Regions from separate parts of the Ovis aries genome. Here region 1 is linked to region 2. A link is a contact called in public Hi-C data. All regions are on one chromosome and are shown on one strand. Each heading gives the region's core, a stretch centred on a gene start, on an enhancer-like site or on the middle of the called end of the contact. The rest is flanking DNA. Distances are from core to core; before and after follow the strand shown. Region 1 holds the start of TRPM5 (transient receptor potential cation channel subfamily M member 5). Region 2 holds the start of CDKN1C (cyclin dependent kinase inhibitor 1C).

What was found. A called contact is a pair of places that touch in the nucleus more often than the background predicts.
Region 1: a contact with region 2 is called in a Hi-C map of liver, with 7 times the contacts expected there. The contact joins the promoter of TRPM5 here to the promoter of CDKN1C in region 2. A contact is called at or near these places in 10 of 16 Hi-C or Micro-C datasets (blood, hypothalamus, liver and 6 more).

Annotation. Positions count from the first base shown.
Region 1 is chr21:45,545,376-45,548,459 of ARS-UI_Ramb_v3.0, reverse strand. It overlaps TRPM5 (transient receptor potential cation channel subfamily M member 5), which reads right to left and starts at 1,730. Exons shown (of 26, transcript XM_042237929.2): 1 at 1,672-1,730.
Region 2 is chr21:45,105,201-45,108,444 of ARS-UI_Ramb_v3.0, reverse strand. CDKN1C (cyclin dependent kinase inhibitor 1C) reads right to left here and starts at 1,282. Exons shown (of 4, transcript NM_001142510.1): 1 at 1,220-1,282; 2 at 406-1,046. The coding sequence starts at 1,282.

The sequences.
Region 1 (3,084 bases), core at 481-2,980, 440 kb before region 2:
CTGGGACACACGCAGAGAGTGGGGGGCCTGCATGTGACCGCAGAGCCGGGGTAGGGGCAAGGGGGGCTAGGCCTGGCCTGGGCTTGGGCACCTCCTTGGCCCTACTACCCTTGGGGTTATAACTGCTGGAGGGTCCCAGGGCGCCCTAACGAATGACCACCCGCTGGGCGTCTTAAAGCGACAGGAGGCTCTGGAGGCCAGAAACCCCAAATCAAGGCGCACAGGGCCTCACTCTCTCAGCAGGCTCTAGGGCAGGGTCCTTCTCACCCCGTCCAGCTCTGGGGGCTCCGGCGTCCCTCCAGTCTCTGCCTCCATCTCCCCGTCTCCTTATAAGGACACCGGTCACTGCTCGAGGGGCCGCCCCCCTCCCTATGACCTCACCATCACGCAGTGCTTCTGCAAAGACCCTCTTTCCAAGCATTCTGAGATTCAGGGTGGACGTGAACTTGGGGGATGCTCTTCAACCACAGAGTGCAGGCAGTGACGTGGGGAGCCTTCCCACCATTTGGCGGGGACAAGGCAGGGCTTGTGGGGGGTAGCCTCCCTCCCCACCGCTGGACGCGCCCTGGCCCGGTGTGTGGGAGGCCTGGGCAGCACTGGAGTGCTCACGGTCCATGAGCCCCAGGCTTGCTCCCCCAGAGGCGAGGGGCCTGGGGCTGGCCTCTGTCTCAGGAGGGGTGCTGTGGTGCTCTCCCGCCAGCCCACGCTGCCCTTTCCTTGCTGAGAGGCAGGTGGTCCGAAGCCCCAGTTTTGCCTTCCCTGGGGCCACCACCTGACCCCTCACCCCACACCCCTCACCCCCAACTCCGAAGCCTGGTCCCTGGCCTCTGGCTTCCCAGCCCAGGGGCTGAGGGGCATTGGGCCCTGCGCTGAGTCCTGGGGGTCACTGAGCATGGTGGAGGTGGCCCCAAGCACCAGGGCGGGGGGCGGCACTGAGCGCTGGGGGCGGGAGGGGCTCCAGGCAAATGGGGCCGGAGCGGGAAGGACATGCAAATAGCAGATTTGCATGAGCAGGTGTCCGGGCTCGAGGGCCCTGTTCCTGGAGGGGGCGGGGGAGGCCAGGCGCCCGGGGGTCCTGAGTCATCCCCGCTGGAACCCCACCCCCCACCCCCGACAGGCAGAACAGAATGGAGGCAAGCTCTTCAGCTCCGGCAGCGGAGGTGCTGGGGCTCGTGCTCGGAGCGGGCAGAGGGGCAGACGGCCACCCCTGGCCAGGGGTCTCTGGAAGCGGCCCCAGTGCCGTGGACCTGGCAGCCAGGCCCCAGGGGTCCCAGCCCGGGCCCTCCCAGGGCCACGTCACGGGGGCCAGCCCCTGGCCGCTCGGGCCTGCCCCTCCCTCCCGAGATGGTAGAACGTGGTGACCAGGACGGGGAGCCCAGGGGTCCCACACTCTGCAGCCAGCACTCAGCCCCCAACCAGACGGGCCCCGGCTATGAGCGCCAGCTCCCTGCGTCTGGCCCCCAGGGCCCCGGGGCTGCTCCTCTGGACCAGGCCCTCTGCAGGCTCCTTCCCAGACACCCCGCCTTACCCACGGAGGGACCGTCCATCTGCAGCCCCAGGAAGGCAAGACTCATTCCAGGGTCCAGGGGAGAAACCGAGGCACGGGGCAGGAAGTGACCGGGGGGCAGGGCACCCCCTCCTCCCCCCCGGGGCTGGCGGCCGGGCTCCTACCTGCCTGCTTTCTCCCTGAGGCCCAAACGTGTGACTGCCGGCCAAGGGATGGGTGGAGGGGCCCACAGCCTGCCCGCCTGCCCCTCCCTGCCCTCCACGCCTGGCACTTGGGCAGCCAATGCTGTGAGCAGAGCTGGGCGCCACCTGATCTCGGCCCGGCCCAGCCCACAGGGCTGCTCTGGCCAAGCCACCGGGCGCAAGGGCCAGCCGTCCCTCTCTGATGGGCCCAGGGACCCCTTGGGCAGCACCAGTCTCCTGGGGTCGAGAGGCGGTCCCGTGGGGGTTGGCCGCGTCGCCTCTCCTGTGTCTCTGCTTCCTCCATTTCTCCAGCAGGTGGATGTGGCTGATCCCAGAGGGTGCAGCCCAGCCGTCCCTGGAGGGGGCAGAGACTGTCCCCTCCCTTCCTGGGTCCCGCCAAGCAGAGAGGTGTCAGCCCCCCAGGAGTGCTGTCCTGGAGGGGTGGGCAGGCGGCTGTCAGCGAGCAGACTTCGCACGGACACTGTCGCTCCACTGAGGAGCAGCGCAGGGAGGCCCCCGGGGCCCTGGAGCCCACGTCCTGGTTCACGCCCTGCAAATCCTGTCTCTCTAACTCTGGGCGTTGGTTTCCCTGGAAAATGGGGATCCGAGCAGCTCCGCTTCTAGGGTTTGCAGTAACTCACGGGAGCAGGTGACACGTCCGTGCGCCCCTTTCCAAGGCCCGAGGGGCCCCTCCTGGGACCTCTCACCCCCTGAGCTCAGGGCTGGGTGGGAGGCCGGGTCCAGGCCCAGCTCTGGGACCGCCGAAGTCCTCTCCGCTTGGGCCCATTGGCCACCAGAGGGCACCCCGAGACCACAGGCTGAGTTGGGGCCGGTAGATGAGGCCTGGCCCGCAGAGGCCGCTGTGTCTCTGCACACGACGGCTGTGAAGGTCCGGAGCGGCCATAGTGTAGCCTGGAGCCCCCCAGCCCCCGCTCCCAGGGAGGGGAGGGGCCGCCTGAGATCCCGGGCCTGGGAGCCTGAGGACCAGATTCTGGGGGGAAGATGCTGACCTCGGGGTTCCTGGGCAGAAGGCCAGACCCAGCCCTGGCAAGGGGGTGGGACTGGGTCACACACGCCTGCTGGCCTGGGGCCCGGCCCCCCTGGGGGTCCTGCCAGTGTCCCGCCCAGGCGATGTGGAGGATGAGGGGGTCTCCCCAGAACTTCGAGCCTGTGGGGCAGGAGGCACACGGTACTTCCCCTCCTCCCGCCCTCTGTTCCAGCCCTGCCCTCTACCGCTGCCCCCAGGATGCCCTTTTCTGGCCACCCCCAGCCTAGTACCAGGCTCCGCTCCTCCATGCCTGCAAGTCTCCATCGCTCCCTATTGCTTCAGCACTGACACCCAGCCCGGAACCCGCCGGCCTGGCCTGCCCACTGCCCACCTCTCCGGCCACCTGG
Region 2 (3,244 bases), core at 33-2,532:
GAGGTCCGCGGCGGGTCAGCTTTGTTTACGTCGCCGCGCAATGCGCTGTGTAAGCATTTCCCCTTGTCCCGCGGCCAAGCCCCCCGGGGCTACCGCCGCGCTTAACCCCCTCCGCGCCGCGATCGGGGCGCCGGGCCGCGCCCGAGGAGGGGCTTCGGCGGCCTCGGCGAGGATCGTGCTCGGAGGGGACCAGGGCGCGCCCTCCCAACCCTCCCGGGCGAACCTCTCGAGAGCACGACCACAGGGTGGGGACGGGGTGCAGGGGCAGCCTCGCCGCGCGCGCTGCGGGCCCTTTAACGCCACGGAGGAGGCGGGGACCAAGCGAGGCCCCCGAGGGCCGGGGAACCCGGCCGGCCGGACAAAGCAGGGCCGAGCCGGGCCGGGGCGGGGCCGCGCGGGACTCACCGGAGATGAGAGGCCCGGACAGCTTCTTGATCGCGGCGCCTCCGGCGGCGGCAGTGGTGGCAACAGCGGCGCCGCTGGCGGCGGTGTTGGTGGCAGCGGCGGCAGTGCCCGGCGCGGGGCGCCCCGAAATCCCTGAGTGCGGCGGCTCGGCCTGGGGCTCCTGGCCGCGCGGCGGAGGGACCGCCTCCTGCTCAGCGCCCTCCTGAGGCGCCGGGGCCGCGGCCTGGGCAGGCGCTACGGCCGGGCCGCTGGACGGCGACGCCGGCGCCTCCTCGAGGCCGTCGAGGGACTCATCGGCCGGCGGCCCGGGAGGCGGGCTATTGACCGCGCCGTCCGGGCGGGGACGAGGCGCCAGGAGCAGGCGACAGCGCCCCACCTGCACCGTCTCGCGATAGAAGGCGGGCACGGAGTCGCTGTCCACCTCGGTCCACTGCAGGCGCCCGGGGCCCCGCAGTGGCATGTCCAGCTGGAAGTTGTAGTCCCAGCGACGCTGGTCCTCGGCGCTCAGCTCGGCCAGGCGCATCTGCAGCTCACGGCCCAGCTCCTCGTGGTCCACGGGCCCGAAGAGGCTGCGGCAGGCGCTGGTGCGCGCGATCATGGGAAAGGTGCGGCGGGCGACCAGGCGCTCCATTGCCAATGCTCTGCGGAGACACACGTCGGACGTGTCCGGGGTCTGCGGGGGCCGGGAGGCAGGAGAGGAGAGGAAAAGGAGGAGGGGAGGGAAATAGGGCGGGGGCCGCGCGCAAGTGAGACCCCGCGCAGCGGGAGTCTGCGTTTGCACAGGGACGCGGCGGGAGTGTCCCGCGGCGGCTACCTGGCTGTCGGGCCGCTGACTGCTCCTGAGGCTCGCTCGCGGTGTCGTCCGGCCGCTGGCCGCGCCCCCTCTGTGCCTGTCCTCGCTCGCTCGGCTGGCTCTGGCCTGGCTGGCACCCACCGAGCGCAGAGCACTTGGCCTGTGGAACGCCCAGTCCTCGCGCGCCCCTTTATACGCGAGGGTCCCACCCCCCCCGCGCGCGGGCCCTGATGCAATTAGCATAATGTAGTATTTTCAGTTTCAACAACACCGCGGCGATTGGCCGGCGCCGCGCTACCCCCGCCCCTCCGGCGGCCCGGCCCCCGCCCGCCGCCCATTGGCCCCGCGCACACACCCACCCGAGGGCGGGGCGGGGCGCGAGGGCCGATTGGCAGGCCGCGGGGCGCGCGCGGCGGCGGGGGTGGGGGCGGGGCGCGGGGCGGGGCCGGAGTTAAAGGGCGCTGCGGGCGGTAACGTGACACCGCGGCGCCCCGCCCCCTCGCCCCATCCCCCCGGCCCCCCCCCCCCGCTCCCGCCCCCCGCCGGCTCCTTTGTCTGCGAGGCGGGGGCTGCTAGGCGATGGTGGCGCGGGACCCCCCACCCCACCCCAGCCTGCGCGCCCTCTCGGGCTTGGCGGGCGACGACCCCCGGCAGGACCGGCGTGCAGCCTGGCCCAACTGGCCCCCCGGGGGTCTTCCAGCCCGGCCGCCTGCGCTCGGCCTTGGGCCTCCGGTGCCAGTTGACGGGCCTTTAAGCCGCCGCGGACGGCTCGTCTCTGACTGGAGCTAGAGGGGGTCTTCGGCTGCCCCCGCGCGGCCAGCCACGCCCAAAGCTTGTGTCCCTGCAGGGGTTCCGCGCACCTAGAGCGCTAACACCCGTAGACCGGAGGCCTTCGCGCTAACAGGAAGAGGGAACTGGGGGACCCGGCGGGGGAAAGCTCTGCTCCCCTGTTTTCTCCGAGGGCAAAGTGGCGGACACCTTGAGGGCCAGCTGTAGTCGTCTGGGGCCAGAGTCTGAAGACCCTAGCTCTTGAGGCCACCCACCCTGCTCCGTGGATGGGAAACTGGCTGTGCCCATCACCACGTCACTAACTGGGTGCTCAGCTGCATAGGGCTTGGCCAGGGGCGGGGGGTCCAGACTGCCCAGGCTGGTTGGCTAGAGGCTGTAGTGCTCGACAGTGGGCAGGGCACTGGAGGCTTCTCCACTGGGGTGGTCTGGCCCTGCCCAGCCTGGGCCCCTGACTGCCTATGCTGAATGCTGACCCTCTGGGCCAACCCTATCTCTGTCACCAAGGGAAACCCCAAATTACGGGCGGGCAGTCAGCTCTGCTCCAGAGCTGCACCTCTCTTCCTCCATCCTGGAAGGCTGGCACCCCTTCATTTGCACCCATAAACACTGTTAGTTGAAAAGTACACCCCTAAGAATGCTAGTGTGCCGAACCACAGTGGCAGGCCGAGAGGCCAGCCCAGAAAGGGAAGGCTCTGCCAAGCAGGGTCATGACCGCCCGCCTCCCACTCCTTGGTGCTCTCTGAGCCGGGTCACAGGAGACCATCGCACTCATCTGCTTCGCCTTGGCCCAGCCCGTCTTGGGGCTGAGAGCCTAGGAAGTGCCTCCTGCAGCCCAGGCAGGGATGTGACCTGCCAGGTGCCTGCTGCAGGGCCCAGCAGAACCCGGGGGAGCCCAGGGCCCAGTGAAGGAGGTGAGAGGAGGCTGGCCCAACCCCACCTGTCTGCCTCCCCTGTGGGTTCCGGGACACTCGGGGAATTACACTGCAGACGCCCCGGAGGTGGCTCAGGGGAGGCAAGGTTTGAAGGGAGGGGCATCAACCCAGCTGAGGGACAGGGCAGGTTACCACTCTTGGCTCTGGAGAGCAAGACCAAAGGTGATGCTTTGTGTCAATTTCTTTATTCTTTGTTGTACACTCTAGTCCAAATTTCCCACAGCAAGTACAGACACTACACGTTTTTACCTTCGGGAAAATAAAAAACAAGATGACAAAGGCTGCCCTGGCCCTGTGGATCCCTTGGGCGGGGCTCGTGTCTCCC